2 separate regions of the Sus scrofa genome follow, and region 2 is linked to region 1. The links are chromatin contacts, called in public HiChIP or PLAC-seq maps. All regions are on one chromosome and are shown on one strand. The core of a region is the stretch at or near the end of the contact, and the rest is flanking DNA. Distances in the headings are between cores, read along the strand shown.

Region 1 (5,151 bases), core at 441-2,940:
ATTGAACAATAAGGAGAAAAAAAACATGAGGTCCATCTTTTCTTACTTGAATTTGCCTTAAGGTTTTGGACCCAAGTTCTCTGAAAATAAAGTGCTTCTTACTGCCTGCAGAGGGCACTGCAGAGATATGGGGTTGGTAGGCCACGGCAGGATTCTGGTGATTCTGGGTCCCTGGCCAAATGTCTTCATATACCATCTCTTAGCTAAAAAGATAGTATAATGGAGATGGTAATGTAAGCACTTAAAAGGTGTAGTGACCAAAAAAAAAAAAAAAAAAAAAAGTGACTTTTTGAGGAGTTCAACCCATGTCTGTGTTCACATTAAGGCAGGCCTAGCAATTACTTGAATAATAAATTGGAAATATTATTTCCTGCCTAAAAATAGATTTTCCTCCCCTAAAAAAGTCAGTGTTAGGTGGAAGGGAATGGAAAAGTTAATAGCTCTAAAAACATATTTTGCAGGTTCTGCCTTTTCATGATAAATGTGAAGGGACAAATACCCTCAGGTAAAACTTACTTTCTTGGCTGAAGGGCTGTGATCTGCCCACCCCTGGCCTGGGCAGCTCTTATTCTTGGAGTTTCCTTTCCATGTCCCCTAGTGGAAAATAGACAACTCTTTCCGTTGCAAGCAACAAAATCCAACCCAAGACTGTAGGAGCCGGACAAAATTTACTGAATCATGTAATCCTGTGTCTGGTAACAGGATTTGCTTCAGAAATAAAATGATTCTGGGGCTCCTGCTCTCTCCTCAGGATCCAGCGTCTTGTTCTCTTCCCAGCTCGGCAGTACCGTAGACGCACATTCCTCATAGGTAGGAAGATGGTTGCAGAGTATCCAGTCTTACCCTCTCATCCAAGTCCAGCAAGGAGAGAGTGGCAGCCTCATTGCCTCTCTATCTGGATCTCATCCGCACATGATTATCAGTGAACCACATGGGCAGCCAAGGAAATAGATTGGCTTAGGCCTAAATCACATGCTCTTCTCCCACCGCCTGCGGTCTAAATTTTCTAGAATCACGTGATTGAGAAGGGAAAGGGCTGGTGAAGTTGTCCAAAGGAAGGGGAACGCACTCCGTGTGGCCCCCAAAACCTCGGATGTTTGCCACAGGGTACCCCTAACTTCCCGGGTTATCTCTGGAAAATTCAACAGTTTCCTTTAAGAGGCAGTTCAGCAGGCAAGTGTAATTTCCTACACAGCTTTTCAACTCGTGGCAATAAAAAGGGAAGAAAAAAGGGGAAAGGTGGAGGCAAGTTCCTAAAAAGGGACTAGAACCCACGGGCAGAGATCGCCTGAGAAGAGAATAATAAGACTGCTGGAATGAGGGCTGTGATACCGGATCGGATTGCCATTTCCCTAGACAGAGCAGCCCACGACCGGAACTGGGTACTAAGTGTCAGAGATACCCTCTCTCGCAGGAGCCTCAGGAGGTGGATGCTTCTTCCCCTGGGCGCCGCAGGCCACTTCTCTTTCTCCCGTCTTGACACACATAGATCCTTTTATGATGCTCCATGGAAACCAGAGATGGAATGAATCAAAAGTGATCAGAGGAACCATTGTTCCCCCTTGTAAAATAACTAAACCCTTGTTAATTTGTTGCCGGCCTTACACGTCTCTCGGAGAGATCCCCGTTGCATGGAGGCTGTAAACAGGAAACTCGAAACCCTCAGTTCTCCTTTGTATTACTTATTGTTTGCTGGCAGCTGCAGGGATTCGCAGTCACAGAGCTTGTGCTGGGGAGTTGAATCCTAGCGGGGAGATGAGCAGTATAGATTTCTAAGGCAGAACTCCCAGAGGAGAACTGCATTTCTTCAAAGAGAAAGGAGAAATGTAGTTCAGAAATGAGGAAAGAGGCATTTTTTTTTAATAGGTGACAGATTTGCCAGAATGGTAAAAATAACTGCTAGTTTTACTTATTGTACAATCAGCAGGCGCCCACACTGAGACCAGAAGAAGATATAAAAATCCCTTTATTTCCTATAGAGCGGCTGAAGATGGACTATGGCTATTGAGAATACTGAAGCGTTTGAGTAATAGAAGTAAATTACAAGGCAGAGCAGACTTCAGAACTGTTTCTGCCCATGTCTGAAGGAACCCTTATTACAAAGATGGTGCTCAGTGAGGGTTAAGAGCTAGAATTCTGGTGCCAGACTGTCTGGGTGTGAATCATAGCTCTCACTCTCACTAGTTGTGGGACTTTGGAGAAATCACTTAACCATTCGCTGCCTCAGTTGCCTCATCTGTCACATGGGAATGATAATAGTTTCTACCTCATTGGTTGATGGTAAGTCTTAAATAAGTTATTGTACGTGAAGTACTTAGAACAATGATAGTAAGTGCTTGTATGTATTAGCTGTCATTATCACTAACCACAGAATTAAATGTAGCAATTTAACCTTAATTTATTATTGTATTTTCTATATTTCTTCATCCAGAGTCCAGGGCAACCTCTAGGGCTTCATCCAGGGCAACCTCCACATGGCAGACAAGGGCTGATCCCCACCAGAGGACAATTCCTTATTTAGTCTATATTTACTTGGGAAGCTGGACCACATCAGAGTAGGCGCCTATGCATCTAACCTCACCTCCGTCTAAGAGCCCGGCATCATCATTATCCTCATTTTCTCTACTTGGATCTGCCTCTTACCAGAATGCCTGAGGACTAAATTTTCTCAAAACACTTTCCACAGAGGTATGATCTCAACCTTTAACCCCAGAAGTTTCTTCATGGCTGAGCACAAAGGTCAAATATCAGTATAGTTCTCAAATTCTGAAACTTTTCATCATTGATCTCCAAATATGGGTTATTGCTCCTCCTTCGGGATGTAAATCCTGTGAGACTGGGGACTTGCTGGTGTTTGTTCACTTCTGTACCTCTGTCTGGAACCCGGGAGGCACTGGGTTTGTTCATTGAGGGAATAAATGCATGACTGGATGGAGGCAGCCTTGACTTTTACTTAATCTCGAGCATCAGCCTCACGGTCCAAGTTGGGTTTTTCCCAGTTCCATTTTCTCAGCGGTGACCGGTGCTTTCTGCAGCCTTCTGGGGTCTCCATTCTGTAATTCCCAATAGCAAGCCACCCCTCATCCCCTCATATGCCCAGAAAAACAAATTAAAGTGCAGTCTAAATCTTTTTTTGGGGGGGGGAAGGTTTCCTTTAAATAAAAAACAAAATTAAGCAATATTGCCTGTGAAACAGGCATTTTGCCAAATGAAACATTTCTCACAGTAGGGACCAAATGGATTACTGGATACTTTCAATACAAATCGAGGTGTTATCTTCCAGGTTATTTGATTCTGTGGGGTCTCTGTACCTTTCACTGCCTTGAGCTGCTTTACAGCTTCATAAGTGGTAGCTAATCAGTACCAATGCAAAACATTCTTTTCTGTGGACCTGCCTAAGAGGTTTCTGGTGCTCCTTAACAAACTACGACAAGTTAAACAACTTATAGTAATGTAAATTCATTATCTGGTATTTTCTATGGGTCAGAGATCCGGGCACATGTTAGCTGGGTCTTCTGCCCAGGGTCTCGGCAGACTGATATCCAGGTGCTGACTTGGTCTCATCTGGGGCTTTGGGTTCCTCTTCCAGGGTGTCTGGTGGATGGAAGAATTCATCTTGCGATTATGAGGTTCCTCTTTCTTGCTGGCTCTTGGTTCTCAGATTCCAGAGGCTGCCTGCCATCCCCCGTCACGTGGTCCTCCCCTAGTTGGCAGCTTGCTTTTCAGAGGCCATTGCTGGCCTTTCCTGCTTAAATCTCTTCCTTCAGGAATGGTCCAGTATGCTTTAAGGGTTCATCTTATTAGGTTAGACCCACTCAGCTAATCTCCTTTTTGGTTAATTCAGAGTCTCAGCGATTTAATTACACCTGTAAAATCCCCACACTTCACCTTTGTCATCGAGCGTAACCTGACCGTGAGAAGAAATCCATCATAGTCACAGCTTTGCCCATAGTCTGGGGGAGGGGATTATACATGATGTACACACCAGGGGGCAGGCAGCTCGGAATTCTGCCTACCACAGCATGTACATGGATTTTGAAAGTTGCATCCTCTGTCAGGCCAGTTTTGCATCCATCTATCAATCACATTTATATCAGTCTGTATGTCTGTGTATCTGCTTTTTTTTTTTCCCCTCATCTTTTTAGGGCTGCATTCACGACATATGGAGGTTCCCAGGCTAGGGGTCAAATCAGAGCTGTAGCTGCTGGCCTACACCACAGCCACAGCAACGCAGGATCTGAGCCGCATCTGTGATCTACACTGCAGTTCACCGCAACGCCAGATCCTTAACCCACTGAGCAAGGCCAGGGATTGAATCTGCATCCTCATGGATACGAGTCAGACTCCTTTCCACTGAGCCACAATGGGAAATCCTATGTGTCTGATTTTTAAATTCTCCCTTGAACCCATTGTATCATCTCACTGGTTCATTAATTAGTGAATGAGTCAAAATCTTGACATGTGTTCATTTTATATTTGCATGAATCAGGTTTTTAAAATTTTTATCCTTCAGCATCATCACTTTTATATTAATAATTATTTCATAGTTTTTCTTAAAGCAGTGGTTGTGTGGCTTACTTTTACATGCATCACTAAAAGGCTCTTTCTCTTTTCCAGTGATCATCCCAAAGAAGTATTCAAATTTTATCTCTTGACACCTAAGACTATTTGAAAGGATGATGTTTCTAGATTTTATTGATCTCACTTTAAGTGGCTTAATCCTGGTGCCCAGTGCCACTACTATTGCCTTGGCATTAAGAGGGGCAAATAACAGCCCCATCTTACCATCCCCGGCTTAACTTCGTTGTTATGTACAAAGAGCATCAAAGGGCTCTGCTGATATTTTCTTTTAGAATCATGGGATTCTAGGATTTTTCTACAGGGATGGGCAGAGCATTTTCTCCTCTTTGTGTTCAAAATGATGCACTTTGTGCAGTGTTGGTGTATAGTGGTGAGCATAGCTGCCTTCCAAAATGATGCACTTTTCTCATCACTAACAATGACTTTGTGGGGGAAAAATAGTCAATAAAGTTAGAGATTACTTACCTGTGCTAAGCATGGTGCCTGATATGTAGTAGGTGTTCACTAAATGGCAGCCTCTGCTTCCTTTCCAGCCACACCTCGAAGAGTGAAGGGAGATAAGTGAAGGGA
Region 2 (5,918 bases), core at 428-2,927, 71 kb before region 1:
TCCCAGGCTGATAACCAGGGTCAGATCCCAGCACAGCCTGAGTGGGGAATTACAGCCCCCACTCTGGGAGGAAATTGCCTATGCCCCAAATAAATTTTAGGAACTGGCTGAGTTGTACCAACAGGAATCAGGAAACTTATGTGGGAGGGGACCTTTAGGATATTAGACTAGGAGAAGGGGCAGAATATGGGGCTAATGGATGAGTGCACACCCCTGTGACCCACAAATTCTGAAAAGGGCATTTGAAGCCAATCTAGTTACCTAGAATGGGTCCTTGAAACTTGAACACGACAATGGCCTACCATAACAATGTAATAATGTCAGAACTGCTATGGCAGAATATTGAAAAAGCCAAAAAATTTAGGGAAATACTAACAGTGGAATGGACATAGGATGTAAGACCTGAAAACCCATAGCCTGACCTTGTGCTCCTAGAGGACACAGACAGTGGCTCATTCACTAGAGATTTCACTAGTGGGAAGGGAAGTGGCATCTTCGAAGGCTGAGTTGACAATGAGGAATATTGCCACGGAATGAGGCTTTCTGCTATCTTTAGGAATGATGGGATTCTGAAATGGCAAAAAAAAACAAAAAACACGTGGCAGCACCTAAAACCAGGGACAAGAGGCCTGATTACTTTAATGTGCAGAAGGCCAGAGTGGCATTCAGGGCATCTTGACCTGCAGGAATTTGTGGCATTGGCTAGTGGACTTTGGTGTTCATGGTGGTTAGGCAGATGGATAAGAGTATGGCTCAGTTTTTATAGTGAAAAAGTACCGATAGCTGGAGAGCAAAAGGCTAATACCTGTTCCTCATCCAGTTTTGGATCTAAGTCAGCTCACAAATCCTTAGACCAGTGATGGAGGGATTGAACCCTTTTACAGAAGGAGCCTGCAATTGGAGATGGTAATTCTCCAATCTTTCCCCAAACAGACATGTTGCCTTTTGCCATGGTAGTGATACCCTGGGGGGGAAGTCTGTGGGTCCACCCCTTGTTCATTTCTCTGATGATAACTGATGATAACTTTGGCTAGAATACAGAAATGGGATGAATATCTTTAAGAGATCCTTCACATTGGTTCCCTGCCTGATGGGGGAAAAGTCGTTTTTATAGGAAGGGCCATGGAAGCTGTCCTTTGTCCTGGCCAAGGCAGTAAATCAGAAGTAGTATGTCATTTCGAGAGGAATTACAGAAATTAGTGATACTATTGAAGACTTAAAGAATGCAGGGATCGCATCTCTATTCAATTCATTTTTCTAACCTTTGTAAAAACCAGACACATCTTGGAGAATGGTGGTGGAAAATTACTGTGCACTTAACCAGGCAGTAGCACCAATTGCAGCACAGCTGCCGTGCCAGTTGCAATATCTCTGACACTTGATATGTGGCTGTTGATATGGTGAATTATTTTTGCCTTTATTCCTAATAATAGGAAGGTCAAAAACAGTTCTCTCTTATGTGACAAGGAAAGACCTTCTCTATTGCCCTTCTGTTGAGAGATGCATTTGAACAAAAGAGGTAGGTGCTGGGGGTTGGCTGGACCACCTGTTCATGTCATTTACTTGTGCCAAATCCTAAATGTATCACTTTTATCATACAGTGGATGACTGCTATATCCACCCAACCCTATGACTCATTGGCTCTGATAATACTCAGAGCATAAGGAACATTTGTGGTTACATAGTCACTTGGTGTTCCATGGTCAGGCATTTAGTCTTGGGTAGAGCCCAGAAGCAAGGCACGGGCCTTGCTGCAGGACTCTGGAGTCTGCCCTGCATCTCCTACTGAAGTTTGTTTAAAAGCCCACAGCATCACTCTCTGCCACTAGATACTTCTAGTACTCTGGGAGATGCTGGGTCCTATAGTCTAAGTGTTGGGGAAGCCTGCACAAACTGGGGAGCCCGTTTTGTCTCTGAGCCTCACTGGAAACTCTCATCCCTCTGAGTCACCCAGTAGGACTTGGACTTGGCTCTAGAAACATGAAAATAAATGTCAACTCTCATCAAAAATGAGCAGTTGCCACATTACAGCCCCACTTAGAGGTGGCCCCCAGAAGTAGTGGTGGAGGAAATCCTCCCAGTGGGCAGAGTTAATGTGTGGAAGTGCCAGCTCCTTGTCAATAGTGAATGGTTCAGCTTATTGATCAGGGATCTGGAAGGAAAAAGACTACAGTCCGTATACCACCTCCAGTGTCCTAACCCTGCGAGATGTCTCTGATCTGGCCTTCTAGCTGACATTTCACCAGGCCATTCCACCATTTTTTGTCAGGCTGGTCATCCCCGAGTGACAAGGGACATGAGAGACTGGGCATCTTTGGTTTAAACCCAATGTGCCATACCTGCTTGGTAGTAAAATGTGCTCTTTGGTTTGGTTGTAACGTAGTATAGGATTCTCTGGTGATAACTCAGGCATTTTGTCAGCCCTTAGATGGTGGTAGATGGTGGTAGAGACGCCAAATAAAATCAGAAACAAAGAAGTCTGGGGAAGAAGTACATGAATGAGTAGGGAGTAGGCACAAAATATCTAGTTGACATCAGCTAGCCTCTGTCCTTGGCCTCAGACATGCTTGTAGAATGGGCCATGAGTAAATTAGCCACTGTGGCAGGAATGGAGGCCCCTAAATGTGAAGTCCTTTTCTTCCAAGCTGCCCAAGTTTTGATGCTGAAGGCCTAACATACAAGCAGCAGGGGCTCTTCTGAGCCCTTGATATGGCCCAATTCATGGGGAGATGAGCTAGCCTCCTGGTGGCAAGTAGATGATGTCAGACTCCGTCCAATTTGGAAAGTCCTTCTTCCTCACTAGAATCACCACCTACTCAAGTTAAAAGTTTGTTCTACCAACAGTGCCTCCACCACCACCATCATCTGAGAGGTGACAGATGTCTTGATCTATAGGACATATGATATCCCACACTACTTTGTGCTAGGCCAGAGAGAATATTTTACTACAAAGCAAATACAAAACATTAGGCTAAAAACAGTTTTCCATGTCCTTCATCACCTAGGGGTGACCGGCCTGATAAAAATGGTGAAAAGTCCTGGGGAAGTCTCAACTAAAAGGCTAGCTCAGGGACACCTCAACACTAGGTGCAGGACACACACAGCACCAGAGCTGATCGACAGTGCTGCCACGCGTGGGTCCAGACACCAAGGGGTGGAAGCAGCCTGGGCCTTCTCACCCTCAGTCCAAGTAGAGATGCAGAATTTTAGCTTCCTGTTCCTGCCATGTGGATTTTGCTGGGTTAGTGCCTGGGAACCAGACTAGTATCCATGAGAATTCAGGTTTGATGCCTGGGCTCACTCAGTGGGTTAAGGATCTGCCATTACTGTGAGTTGAGGTGTAGGTCGCATGTGTGGCTCAGATCTGACGTGGCTATGGCTGTGGTATAGGCCGGTAGCTGTAGCTCCAATTTGACTCCTAGTCTGGGAACTTCCACATGCCGTGGGGGTGGCCTTAAGAAAAAGACAATAAATAAATAAATAATAGTAGTGGAGGAGTGAGATGCTAAGTGTATATTTTGACTGTTGGACCAGCTATGGCAGTGGGGACTAGAGCTTGGTTTGCTAAACCTCTTTAGGTCTTTCAAGGAGATTGCAACTGAACATTTCCTGAAAGAACTGGACTTGTATCTCCCCTCTCAGGAAAGAAATGAGGACGATTTATTCCTTGTGAGATCTGAATGTTGTAAGCAGGTATGAACATGTCTGAGGGGCAGGAGGGGTGGAGGTACCAGACCCAGTGAGTACGCTAGTGCACAGCTCCTTGGCCCATTTACACCAATGGCCTTGCACACTTGCCATGCTTCCTGGCAAACACAGCCCTGACAACAACCCATACTGTTGTCTTAGTTGTAAAGCTGTGCCTACAACCACTGCCACCAGCACATACTGTGAGCCCCCGTGCACAGCAGTGACTGCCAGGGAGAGACCACCTTCACTACACACTCACTGGTCTAGATGCGTGGAGACCAGCCTCCCCCACAGCTGTGATGGAAGCCAAGAAACACAACTGGGGGATGCACAGGGGTCACAGCTTGTGAGCGAGCAAACAGGGAAAAGAAAGAAGGTGAACTGCTGCCCTTCCACCCCCATCAGCAGGTGGTTCTAAGATACTGTAGTTCTGCACCTCCTATCTCTAGAGGTGCTATCCCACAAAACAATTGGTTGTGTTTTCTGTGAGGCTGTGGCACCCTGAGGCCAACTCCCTTCCTACTGCATCTACCCCCACCCCCAGCCTCACTTCCCTTTGTTCAACTTCCTCGTTTCCCTGGAACTGTACTCTTCCCAGGTGAGTTATAGCGTGTATGTTTTTGCCCAAGCCTCTGTTTTCTACAGAACCTGGGCCGAGACACAGGGCTTCTTGGAAAAACAAGTTTTTACCGGTCTGGAGAAAGAAATGTATGCAACGAACCTGGGACTAGTGGTCTCATATCAAAAGGACACAGGAGCCAATTTGAAGGGGCTCCCACTGGCCAAATATAGCACAATTTAGGCATCAAAAGAAATATTGACTGTAGTGGTTTTAAACACATCAAATATTTTTCAAATCATGAATTCTTAAGGATACCAAAAAAAAAAAAAAAGAAAGAAATCATTGGTAGCTAATATACCAACTTAGTTCTAAAAGTTGATCAAGAAAAAGAATTATGTGTCTATTCTGTCTTTTCTGTGAGAATTATACTTCAGGGGCACTACATAGTGGATGAGCTAAAGAATGCTACCTAATAAATGTAGAAGGAATGATAGATTTAGAAAATCACCCACGATGATTAATTTTATGTGTCAGCTTAACCAGGCCACAGGGTGCCCAGAGACCGGGCTAAACATTTCTGGCAATGTCTGTGAGGATGTTGCTGGATGAGATTAATATTTGAACCAGTAGAGTGAGTAAAGCAGTTTGCCCTCCCAAATGTAGATAAGCATCATTCAATCCATTGAGGGCCTGAATACAACAAAAAGCAGAGGAAGGAAAAAGTCATTGCTTCTTCTGCCTGAATATTTGAGCTGGGACATTGGTTTCCTCCTGCCCTCAGATTGAGATTTACACCATCAGCTCCTATGGGTCTCAGGCCTTTGGACTCAGGTTGATGGACATGGTAGACTCTTCTTTAATCTCCAGCTTGCAGATGGGAGATCATGGGACTTCTCAGCCTCTATAATCACGTGAGCCAATTCCTCATAATTAATCCTTTTACATCTATCTATCTATCTATCTATCTATCCATCCATCCATCCATCCATCCATCCATCTCCTGTTGGTTCTATTTCTTTGCAAAAATCCTGACGAATACTTCACCATTTGACAAACCCAAATGAAGTAATGGATTTGGCAACGATTATCAAGAAGCACTAACACAATAAAATGTTGATAGGGAACTTGACAGTGGAGAGATCAGGCTGACATGTCTGAACCCAGTGATCATTCTCACATCACAGTAAGATATTCTCTTCTTGTAATGTGATGCAAGAGAAAGCACAACCCATGAACCATGGAGCCTGAACCCAATCAAGCCTTCAAGTCTAACAATCAGCTTATGGGATATTCAGAAAACAGGAACAAGTTAAACAACAATCAAATGATGTGATCAGGCAAACCCGAATGTGAGAGTTTCTACAACAGGACAAAGGACCCAATTTTTCCAAAAAAAAATTGTCATATATGAACTTCATCTCCTGATTGGACCAAACCAACTATTAAAGACTGTTTTGAGGCAACAGGGAAGTTTGCATGTAGACTAGGATGAGATGGTGCTGTTAAGGAATTTTCATTAATTTTATTAATTTTATTAGGTGTGATAAGGCATCACTGTCATTGTTTTAAAGTTCTTATCTAGTACAGATGCATATTGACCTATGTTTGGGTGAATTGTTCTGATTCCTAGAATTTTCTTTAAAATACTCCAGAAAAAAGGTGGGGG

Evidence for each region. HiChIP or PLAC-seq counts read pairs in DNA pulled down with a chosen protein or histone mark.
Region 2: a contact with region 1 is called in an H3K27ac HiChIP or PLAC-seq map of alveolar macrophages. The contact joins two enhancer-like sites. A contact is called at or near these places in 1 of 5 promoter capture datasets (liver) and 1 of 2 datasets of contacts at active chromatin or transcription factors (alveolar macrophages).

What each region holds. Positions count from the first base shown.
Region 1 is chr2:25,160,005-25,165,155 of Sscrofa11.1, reverse strand. It overlaps LOC106509375 (a long non-coding RNA gene), which reads left to right. Exons shown (of 3, transcript XR_002341512.1): 2 at 2,432-2,688. Among named protein-coding and RNA genes, the nearest start is that of LDLRAD3, 7.3 kb to the right of the region's middle. Within about 2 kb of position 1,690, at least 15 of the 83 cell types and tissues checked have an H3K27ac peak or open chromatin away from gene starts, as enhancers often do. A contact at or near this core is called in alveolar macrophages, where this site is marked.
Region 2 is chr2:25,229,865-25,235,782 of Sscrofa11.1, reverse strand. No RefSeq gene overlaps it. Among named protein-coding and RNA genes, the nearest start is that of LDLRAD3, 78 kb to the right of the region's middle. Within about 2 kb of position 1,677, at least 5 of the 83 cell types and tissues checked have an H3K27ac peak or open chromatin away from gene starts, as enhancers often do. A contact at or near this core is called in alveolar macrophages, where this site is marked.